Linked DNA regions of Hordeum vulgare: all the other regions are linked to region 3. Evidence: chromatin contacts called from public Hi-C data. All regions are on one chromosome and are shown on one strand. Each heading gives the region's core, a stretch centred on a gene start, on an enhancer-like site or on the middle of the called end of the contact. The rest is flanking DNA. Distances are from core to core; before and after follow the strand shown. Region 1 holds the start of LOC123396626 (phospholipid:diacylglycerol acyltransferase 1). Region 2 holds the start of LOC123395452 (transcription factor TB1-like). Region 3 holds the start of LOC123396558 (protein Brevis radix-like 1).

What was found. A called contact is a pair of places that touch in the nucleus more often than the background predicts.
Region 1: a Hi-C map of seedling shows a contact between it and region 3, with 4 times the contacts expected there. The contact joins the promoter of LOC123396626 here to the promoter of LOC123396558 in region 3. A contact is called at or near these places in 4 of 6 Hi-C or Micro-C datasets (leaf and seedling) and 1 of 1 datasets of contacts at active chromatin or transcription factors (embryo).
Region 2: a Hi-C map of seedling shows a contact between it and region 3, with 2.3 times the contacts expected there. The contact joins the promoter of LOC123395452 here to the promoter of LOC123396558 in region 3. A contact is called at or near these places in 1 of 6 Hi-C or Micro-C datasets (seedling) and 1 of 1 datasets of contacts at active chromatin or transcription factors (embryo).

The regions. Positions count from the first base shown.
Region 1 is chr5H:428,656,257-428,658,984 of MorexV3_pseudomolecules_assembly, forward strand. LOC123396626 (phospholipid:diacylglycerol acyltransferase 1) reads left to right here and starts at 1,287. Exons shown (of 6, transcript XM_045091511.1): 1 at 1,287-2,018. The coding sequence starts at 1,525.
Region 2 is chr5H:428,054,706-428,057,516 of MorexV3_pseudomolecules_assembly, forward strand. LOC123395452 (transcription factor TB1-like) reads left to right here and starts at 1,471. Exons shown (of 1, transcript XM_045090455.1): 1 at 1,471-2,811. The coding sequence starts at 2,437.
Region 3 is chr5H:428,391,777-428,394,624 of MorexV3_pseudomolecules_assembly, forward strand. LOC123396558 (protein Brevis radix-like 1) reads right to left here and starts at 1,421. Exons shown (of 5, transcript XM_045091463.1): 1 at 991-1,421; 2 at 344-753. The coding sequence starts at 1,149.

The DNA of each region.
Region 1 (2,728 bases), core at 37-2,536, 260 kb after region 3:
TTCTTTGTTTCTGTAATGGGTGATTTGAGATCAGAAGATGAAGATCCAGAGGGAGAAAGAGAGGTGGATATCTGAAGGGGCCAAGAAAAAGAGAGAGGGTTTGCCTTTTTGAGTTGGAGAAAACAAGAGATCTGAGGGAAAACAACAGATCTGAGGGTGCTGTTTTTGTAGTCCTTTTCTGTAAGCAGATTCATATTTGTGGGAAACTCCAGAATTTAGATGGAGCAGTTGCATACCTGTAATTTTTTACTGCCTTGGATCACTTGGACAACTCCTGAAATTGTCTCTTTTCTTGATGCTTTTTTTCTGTTGGTATTTTGTTTCTTGCTGGTATGTTCATGCCAGTGGGCTTTTGTGGAGGGAGGAAGAAGACAGGGGGGGAAGAGATCACGGTGGGGGGTGGGGGGTAGGGGATATGAGATGGGTTTGGGATTGGTGGTGGGGGAGAGGTAGATATTTATGGTGCTGGTGGGGGCTTCAGGCAGAAAAAAGAGGGAAATGGTGGGGCTGCGGGCAGGTGTGGGTTGTTTTGGTTGCCAGGCTGGCAACCTGGCCGCCGCACGGGAAGACCTGTGTGCGGCGCCGCTCGGTAGTGGGCCCCTAAAAAGTTTCATAAGTACTCCCTTCATAAATAAAGAAATATAAGAATGTTTAGATCATTAAAATAGTGATCTAAATACTTATTTTTTATAAAAATATATTTAATAAATACTTCATATAAAATTAACCGTTGGTGAAACGAGTGCATATACAGACTGGACACTTATTTCAACAATGACTAATTATGGACGGAGGAGTATATTCAAAGGTCAGCGACGTTTAATTCTGGACGGAGGAGTATATTCAAAGGAATTCAAATTATTTTAAGTGCATTATTGCATGAGAATAGGAATTTAAATTATTTTAAGTCCATTATTGCATGAGAAGAATGGATCGTGCTCTGCACCTGCAACAGTAATGGAAAAACCGTGCCAACCACCGTAAAAAAACCAAAGAAAAATCACGTTTTGGCGAGGTTGTGCTCTGGCTGGATCGCCATTACTATCTGCAAGCTACGCCGGCCCCACTTCACCGTCCTTGACCGCTACCCCTGGGCCCCACACGGGTTCCAATCAATAGAGGCAGGAGAGCTCCGCCCCCACCACCTCTCACCCGCACCCGCACCGCGTCTTCACGAACCAGAACCACAGACCCGTCCCGTGCCACCGGGCCCAGGCTGGCAGCCACCCGTGGCCAGCTCGGCGCACGTACATCGGGCGCAGGGGAGCGAGCGATCGCTCCGGTGCGGTGCGACGGTCGCCTACGGCCTCGAGCCTCCTCCCTCTCTCCCGACCTCACAAACGCTAGCCCCGCCACGCCCCCGCCCCCGCCCCGCCCCCGCACCTCCCGACCTCGCTCCCTCCGCCTCCTTGGGCCCGGCCGGCGCCTAGGGTTTCGCGGGCCGCCGCCGGCGATGCGAGTGCGCCCGCGCAGGTAGCCCCGCCCCGCCCGCCGATCCCATTCGCCCGCCCGCCCGCGCGCGCCATGTCGCTCCTCCGGAGGCGGAAGCAGCAGCAGCCGCCGCCGCCCTCGCCGGGCGACGACAGCAATGGCTCCGACCACGACGACAAGGACAAGGACAAGGGCAATGGGAAGAAGCCGGCGGAGGAGCAGCCGTCCTCGTCCGCCTCCGGGCCGCCGTCCAAGGAGGCCGGGAGGCGGGCCAAGGCCAAGTGGTCGTGCGTCGACAGCTGCTGCTGGCTCGTGGGCTGCGTCTGCTCCTCCTGGTGGCTGCTGCTCTTCCTCTACAACGCCATGCCGGCCTCCTTCCCGCAGTACGTCACGGAGGCCATCACCGGCCCGCTACCGGACCCGCCCGGGGTCAAGCTGCAGAAGGAGGGGCTGCAGGCCAAGCACCCCGTCATCTTCGTGCCGGGGATCGTCACGGGAGGCCTCGAGCTCTGGGAGGGCCACCACTGCGCCGAGGGGCTCTTCCGGAAGCGCCTCTGGGGCGGCACATTCGGCGACGTGTACAAGAGGTCGCTTTCTTTACCTGTTAGGTGTTGCATTCGCATCCGTCCCGTGTCCGTTAAGTGTCTGCTTTGTTTGGTCGTTACTCGTTAGGGCGGCTTTAGTAATCTACGCTAGGATCCTTTAATAGATCGAGTCCCATGTTATTCTTTTTGGTTTGCTTTGTTGTTTGCCGAGCTTTTGGGAATTGTTTTGGCAGAGTTAGGACTTCAGGACAGTAGTCTGATTCCCATAGGCTGTCAATCCCTCATGTTCTCCAACGCCCTTTCTGCAGATATTTTATATTTTTTTTATCTTACTGATGTATCTCAGTTGTAGGACTAGAGGTTTGTTCCAGATCTTCTGAAGTCTGGGTTAGGGCGTATTGTTCTTCAGTGGCAAGGCGCTCAGACAAGAACTAGGATTTAGGTGCCATGGAAGGATTAACTGTGTTTCTTAAGCTAGTTTTGTACTGTTTAACTGCGTAAGTACTTATTAGGGTATTCACATGACATGTTGGGTGTGACAATCACTTTGAGCTGCCTTGAAATGCTGGTTTTTGTTGCTAGCGTGGGAGCAGGATTTGAGTGGGCAAGAGGCGACTTGGAGAGCTGCATGGAGTGTGCATGTTGTAAAACTAGGCAACATTGTGTCCCCCACAGGCGCTATGAGGGAACGTTGATATAGGGAAATTCTTGTACAAGAGAAATGCACCATTCTAGATTATGGCTGTTCAGGT
Region 2 (2,811 bases), core at 221-2,720, 340 kb before region 3:
ACATCTCCCACACGGCCAAAAATAGAGGAGAGGGTGGGCAGGGGCGAGGGCATATATAGGCATTTCTTTGGTCCCGGTTGATGGCTAGAACCGGGATAGAAGACTGACCTTTAGTCCCGGTTCCATCCACCAACCGGGACTAAAGGTTCTGCGCCAGAAGCGAGGACCATTGGCCCCGGTTCGTGTCTAAAACCGGGACCAAAGGGGTTAGGCGAATCGGGACCCTGGCCTGGCCGGCGTCCTCGCCTCATGAACCGGGACTGATGCACCCATTAATCCCGGTTCGTAACAAAACTAGGATTAAACCTCTTATTTCACCTGAACCAAAACCATGTTTTCTACTAGTGTCAAGAACCCTACCCTCAATTATCAATCGTTTTTCCATCAACGGCCTTGTCCCGCGACATGCACAGATACTCCACCCGGTCAACGCTGGTTCAGGATAACTCACATTTTCTCCGTAGCGAGCATTGGCCTTGTGCAAGTAACTATTTAAGTAAGAATTTTCATAACCTTGGATCAAAGAACGCCGCATAAAATTGTTTCACTACAACTAAAGAGAAATTGATCTTTATAGGATTCCAAAATGGAACATATTGCTATCGATCCTATGTTGTTTTCATATCCTATGAATTGATCAAGAAACCCTCAATTAACTATCCAATGGAACATATATAGAAACTGCATATTGCTATCTAATGGAACCTAAAGAAATAACTATATATATGCATGTTTCATAACCTTGGATCAAAGAAAGCCTCAAAACATACCTCGCTCATTGAAAGATCAAGACATGGAGTTTGAAACATAGTTGGATGACGGCAACACCTCGTTGACCGGCCGTGTACTCCAGATCAAGCCCCAGAACTTCTCATGCTCCAGCGCGGCGTCAAGCCATCCCTTCAATTGTCTAAGAAAATGCGACATCTCCCTGCTGTTGTTCGTGTACACAACATCCAGCTTGGTCTTGCCATGTGCGAGCACCTCTCCGTAGTGAGTTGGCATGGTGGAAGAAGAGAAGGGAAGAAGAGAGGGGAAGAAGAGAGGAGAGCGAGAGAGGAGAAGAGCAGAGAAATGGCGATAGACTCTGCTTCGGTTGTGCTTTTCATCGCTGGAAACGAAGCGGGAGGCAAACCGTTTGGGCCTTTAGTCCCAGTTTGAGCCACCAACTGGGACTAAAGGGCGATACTAACGGCTGCCACCACCACTTCGTCCCGGTTTGATCTACTAACCGGGACTAAAGGGGATACGAACGGTCCACCTGGTCCCAGTTTGATTCACCAACCGAGATTAATGGGGTTACGAACGGTCGCTGCCTATTGGTCCCGGTTCATGTCTGGGACCGGGACCAAAGGGTTGACACGAACCGGGACTAATGGCCCACGATGCCCGGCTGGCGCCCTGGCCTCACGAACCGGGACCAATTATATCATAGGTCCCGGTTCATGAATGAACCGGGACTAGTGGGATTGCAGACCCTGGACCAAAGCCCTCTTTCCTACTAGTGTGGTATACCTATGCACAATTGTGGAGCTAGCTTGTCAAATTATTAACTTATGATGACATATGAGTTCTTTGTACTACAAAATCATACGTACATGCACACTGTCTATGGAGAGACCACATAGATTTATATGTCACATAAACGCCTGCATTCCCACGTGTCCCTACAGTACAGTACTGTAGCCCTCGATCGACCGCAATAATGCCTTCATCATTCCCTCGCGAACTCTCCTAACTACGCACACCAACATCAGACAGCTACGGACCTACCTACCTACGGGTCGAGCTCGACCTATGCGTAGCCCAGGCTGCCGCCCTGCGCATACACGCGCAGTAGTGACGCAACAGTCGTCGATGGCCAGACAGCGCGCCACCACCCACAGCGACGGGCGCCATTGCTCGAAACTCAAATGCCCTCACTGCCCTCTGTGACCTAGCTAGCATAGCATGCAGCAAAATCACTGATAAAAAACAAACAAAACGCGCGCGTACACATCGCACCCACACCCACACCCTATATGCTAGCTCCACTAATAAATACCTAGCTGCCTAGCTCACCACTCCCATCTTTCAGCTTCCTGTAGACCCCTTTCTCCATCCCCAACCTTTGCCCTCCCTTCTTTCCCCTCTCTGGCTGCTGGCCTTCCCATTAAGCCGGTTGATAGATCGATGCACATCAGCGCATGTACATCAATGGGAGCTAGTGGGGATGGAGAGTTGGGCACCATGCTGAGCTGAGCTTATATCACCATCGTTCGTACCTAGTCACTTCCAATATAGTCGATCTCATACTTCTCATGTGAAAGAGGAAGAAGAGAGTCCTCAACCAACTAGGAGTAGAAGCAACTGTAGTGTTAGATCAAGAAGTAGATCTTGCTGTAGGAAGATATATTGTACTCAAGTGCAGGCAGCTACTAGCTACTGCACTCGCCAATGTTGCCTTACCACCCTAACCCTCACGGTTTCTGGATCTCCCGAGAACCGCCCGCGCAGACGCCAAACCCTGCCAGCAGCTTCTCCATGGCGCCTCCCGCGCATCAGGACCATCAGATTCAGCACTACGACCACTTCTTCCCGGGCCATGGCAACCAGTTCAACTCCGAGACGCTGGAGGCGGTGCTCAGGCCGCGTCCGCCGGCTCCTCCTCTGGCGGACATGCCGCCGGGGAACGGGCCAAGAACTGGCGCAGTGCAGGCCGCCGGCGCCGGACACGCGAGGGCGAGGAAGCGGCCGTTCAGGACGGACCGGCACAGCAAGATCCGGACGGCGCAGGGCGTCCGGGACCGCCGGATGCGGCTCTCCCTCGAC
Region 3 (2,848 bases), core at 171-2,670:
CCAACGGTGCCCAAGTAAGAACAAGAGGTTAACCACGAAAGCTTTAGGCTCAAATGTTTAACTATTCACATTCGGCATTTCTCAAAGAAATTTGTAGTAACTCCGTGCACTGAGCAGTAAAAAAGATGAAACATGCTACTTGAAACTTCAATTCGTTGAGAGTTGTTCAACACACTGCGCTTCATCTATCTGCGTTTTTTTACCAAATTTAACACACACAAAAATCTATTCATATGCAGGAGGATCTCAAAATTCCAATCACATTTTCTGAAAATGTGGCCACCAAGATATTTTCCAGCCAACAATCAGAGTAATGCAGGCGCAATCGCGTAAGAGCACACACCTGAATCGGATGCGTTTGAGGTCGTTGCCACCTTGCGGCAGCGAGACGAACGTGATGAGGACGCCGGGCTCAACCTGCGCCACCCACTCCTTGGCGTTGTCTTCCTTGCCGCCGCCGCCGCCGCCGCCAGATGACATCCCGTCCTCCTCCTCTTCCTCCTCCTCGTCGCCGACGGGGAAGTCGGTGCGCGCGCTCATGGACGGCGTGGCGTCCCCGCTGGAGCCGCCGCCCGCGGCGCGCCGGTACGCGTAGTGGAAGCGGTCGGAACCCGAGGCAGCGTCGGAGCCTCGGAAGCCGCTGCCGCCGCGGTGGTGGTACGGGTGGTGCCGCCCCGAGGCCCCCGCGGAGGAGCCGGCGCAGGGCTTGCAGTGCCGGTACGCGCCCGACGCCTTGAGCGCCATGTCCTTGATCTGAACCCAAGAAAATCCCCCGTCAATTCAGTCCCACCCGATCTGATGATTACGACCTCGAGACAAGATTCCAAGACCTAAAAGGCCGTGACTTGCAGACAGATTCAGACGGATTAAAAAACTCGTCGTCCCCTTCCGATGAACAGAGCAAGAGAAACAAAACAAAACAAAAAATCGACATTTTCTCAAGCAGGACTCCAGTCGCAAGAGAGAGGAAGCGCAGTCCCGAGAGCCCACCTGCGCCGTGAGCGCCTTGATGGCCTGCCGGGTGCTGGGCGTGGCAGCGCCCCCCACGCCCAGTCCGGCATCGATGACGTCCTCGTCCTCCGGCGGCTCGTGGAGCGGCGGCACACCGCCGCCGCCGAGCTGCCTGGAGCAGGCGATGCACGTGAGCATCCCGCCGCCGGCGAGCACGCGCCTCTGACCGACAGACAGAGACAGACCCTCCCGCCCCGGAAAGCGAGACCGGGAGCGGCGCGCGGCCTTAAATGGTGGGGCGGCACGTAGCGCACGGACGGCGACACGGACCAGGACGTGGCGAGGTAGTACACACGCGCGCGCGCGCACGCCCCTCGTCGCCTCCGATCTCGAGCTCGAGTTAAGGGCATTAATGGCCGGATTATAGTATATCGCGGGTTAATGGCAGCAGCCGCACTGCGGGCGGCACGAGCCAAGTGGGATTTAATTTATGGAGCGGCTGCCTGCCCGACTCCACGGGCTCGACTGGATCGACGGACCCATCAATGTAAAGCTTCCCTGACACGCCGCTGGTGGGTCGCGGGCCCCCGAGGGGCCGCGGCCGTGTGGCCACTGGCAGGAGTAGTACTACTTGCCACTGCCATTGCCAGCGGAGAGGGAGAGTGAGGCCAACTTCAATGCTAGACATGCATCAAACGCGCGGCCGTATCACAAATTCTTCGCATTGCAAAAATAAAAAATAAAAAAACGAATACATTTTAATAACATAATCTATACCTAATACTCCCTCCGTCCGGAAATACTTGTCCTAAAAATGAATATAATGAATGTATCTATAACTAAAATAAGTCTAGATTCATCTATTTCTAGAACAAGTATTTCCGGACGGAGGGAGTAATAAAGTGGCTATTGCTTTCCTCGGAAAACCCACCACAGCATTTTTATAAAAAAGTTCATGTAATTTTTGTTATTCAAACCGCGCTCCATCATTTATCTGCAACGCAAAATGAAAAAACGATTCGCTGCAAAAATTATACCCGTACGCATCGCCTCCTCCCGTTGACCCTGGGCCACCCTGGCCTGTGCCCAGGCCACCGCCACACCACTCGTCGCCGCGGCCGACCTCAACCGCCACCGCTGCCGATCTCAATCCACCCGCCTCCGCGGCCGTACCTCTCCCCGCTCACTGCCTCCGTTGCGACTCTCGAGCGCATCGCGTCGACCCTGGTCCACCCTGGCCTGTGCCCAGGTCGCTGCCACACCACTCACCGCCGCGGCCGACCTCAACCACCACTGCTGTCGATCTCAACCCACCCGCCTCCGCGGTCATATCTCTTCCCGCTTGCTGCCCCCGTTTCGGCGCTCGAGCACAGCTTCTGGATCAAATCAACGCGACAGCTACAGTGACTCGGGATGATGTGTCTCCTCGATGCAGAACGGCGGCGGCGCGCGGATAAGGCGCGGTGGAGCGAAGTACTTGCAGGTGGAGGTGGGCCTCCATGGCTCACACGGGGAACTCCGAGGTTATGGCGCGGCAACGGTGATTTCATTTGGCCAGATAGAGGCGCCTAACCCTTGCTCCCCTCATCGTATCCCCTCCTCCGGCAGGAACTCATCATCTGGTGAGATCCCCTCCCCATGCATCCAACCGTGTGCCAAGCACCAGCAAGAATTTTTGTTTTGTGGTGATTTGTTTGGTGATGAATGAATGTATTGAATGTAAGATTGCATTGTTGTAGAGACAGAGAATGGAACACCCCATTCAGTTTGTCATCTGATCCCACATTCTCTATCCATAAGTGAAATAAGATAACAATCCATTGATCAATTCACGTAACCTCTTTGTTTTGCTTTACTTGTTCCGCTCAATTTCTCATCATGGTGGAATTAACAATGG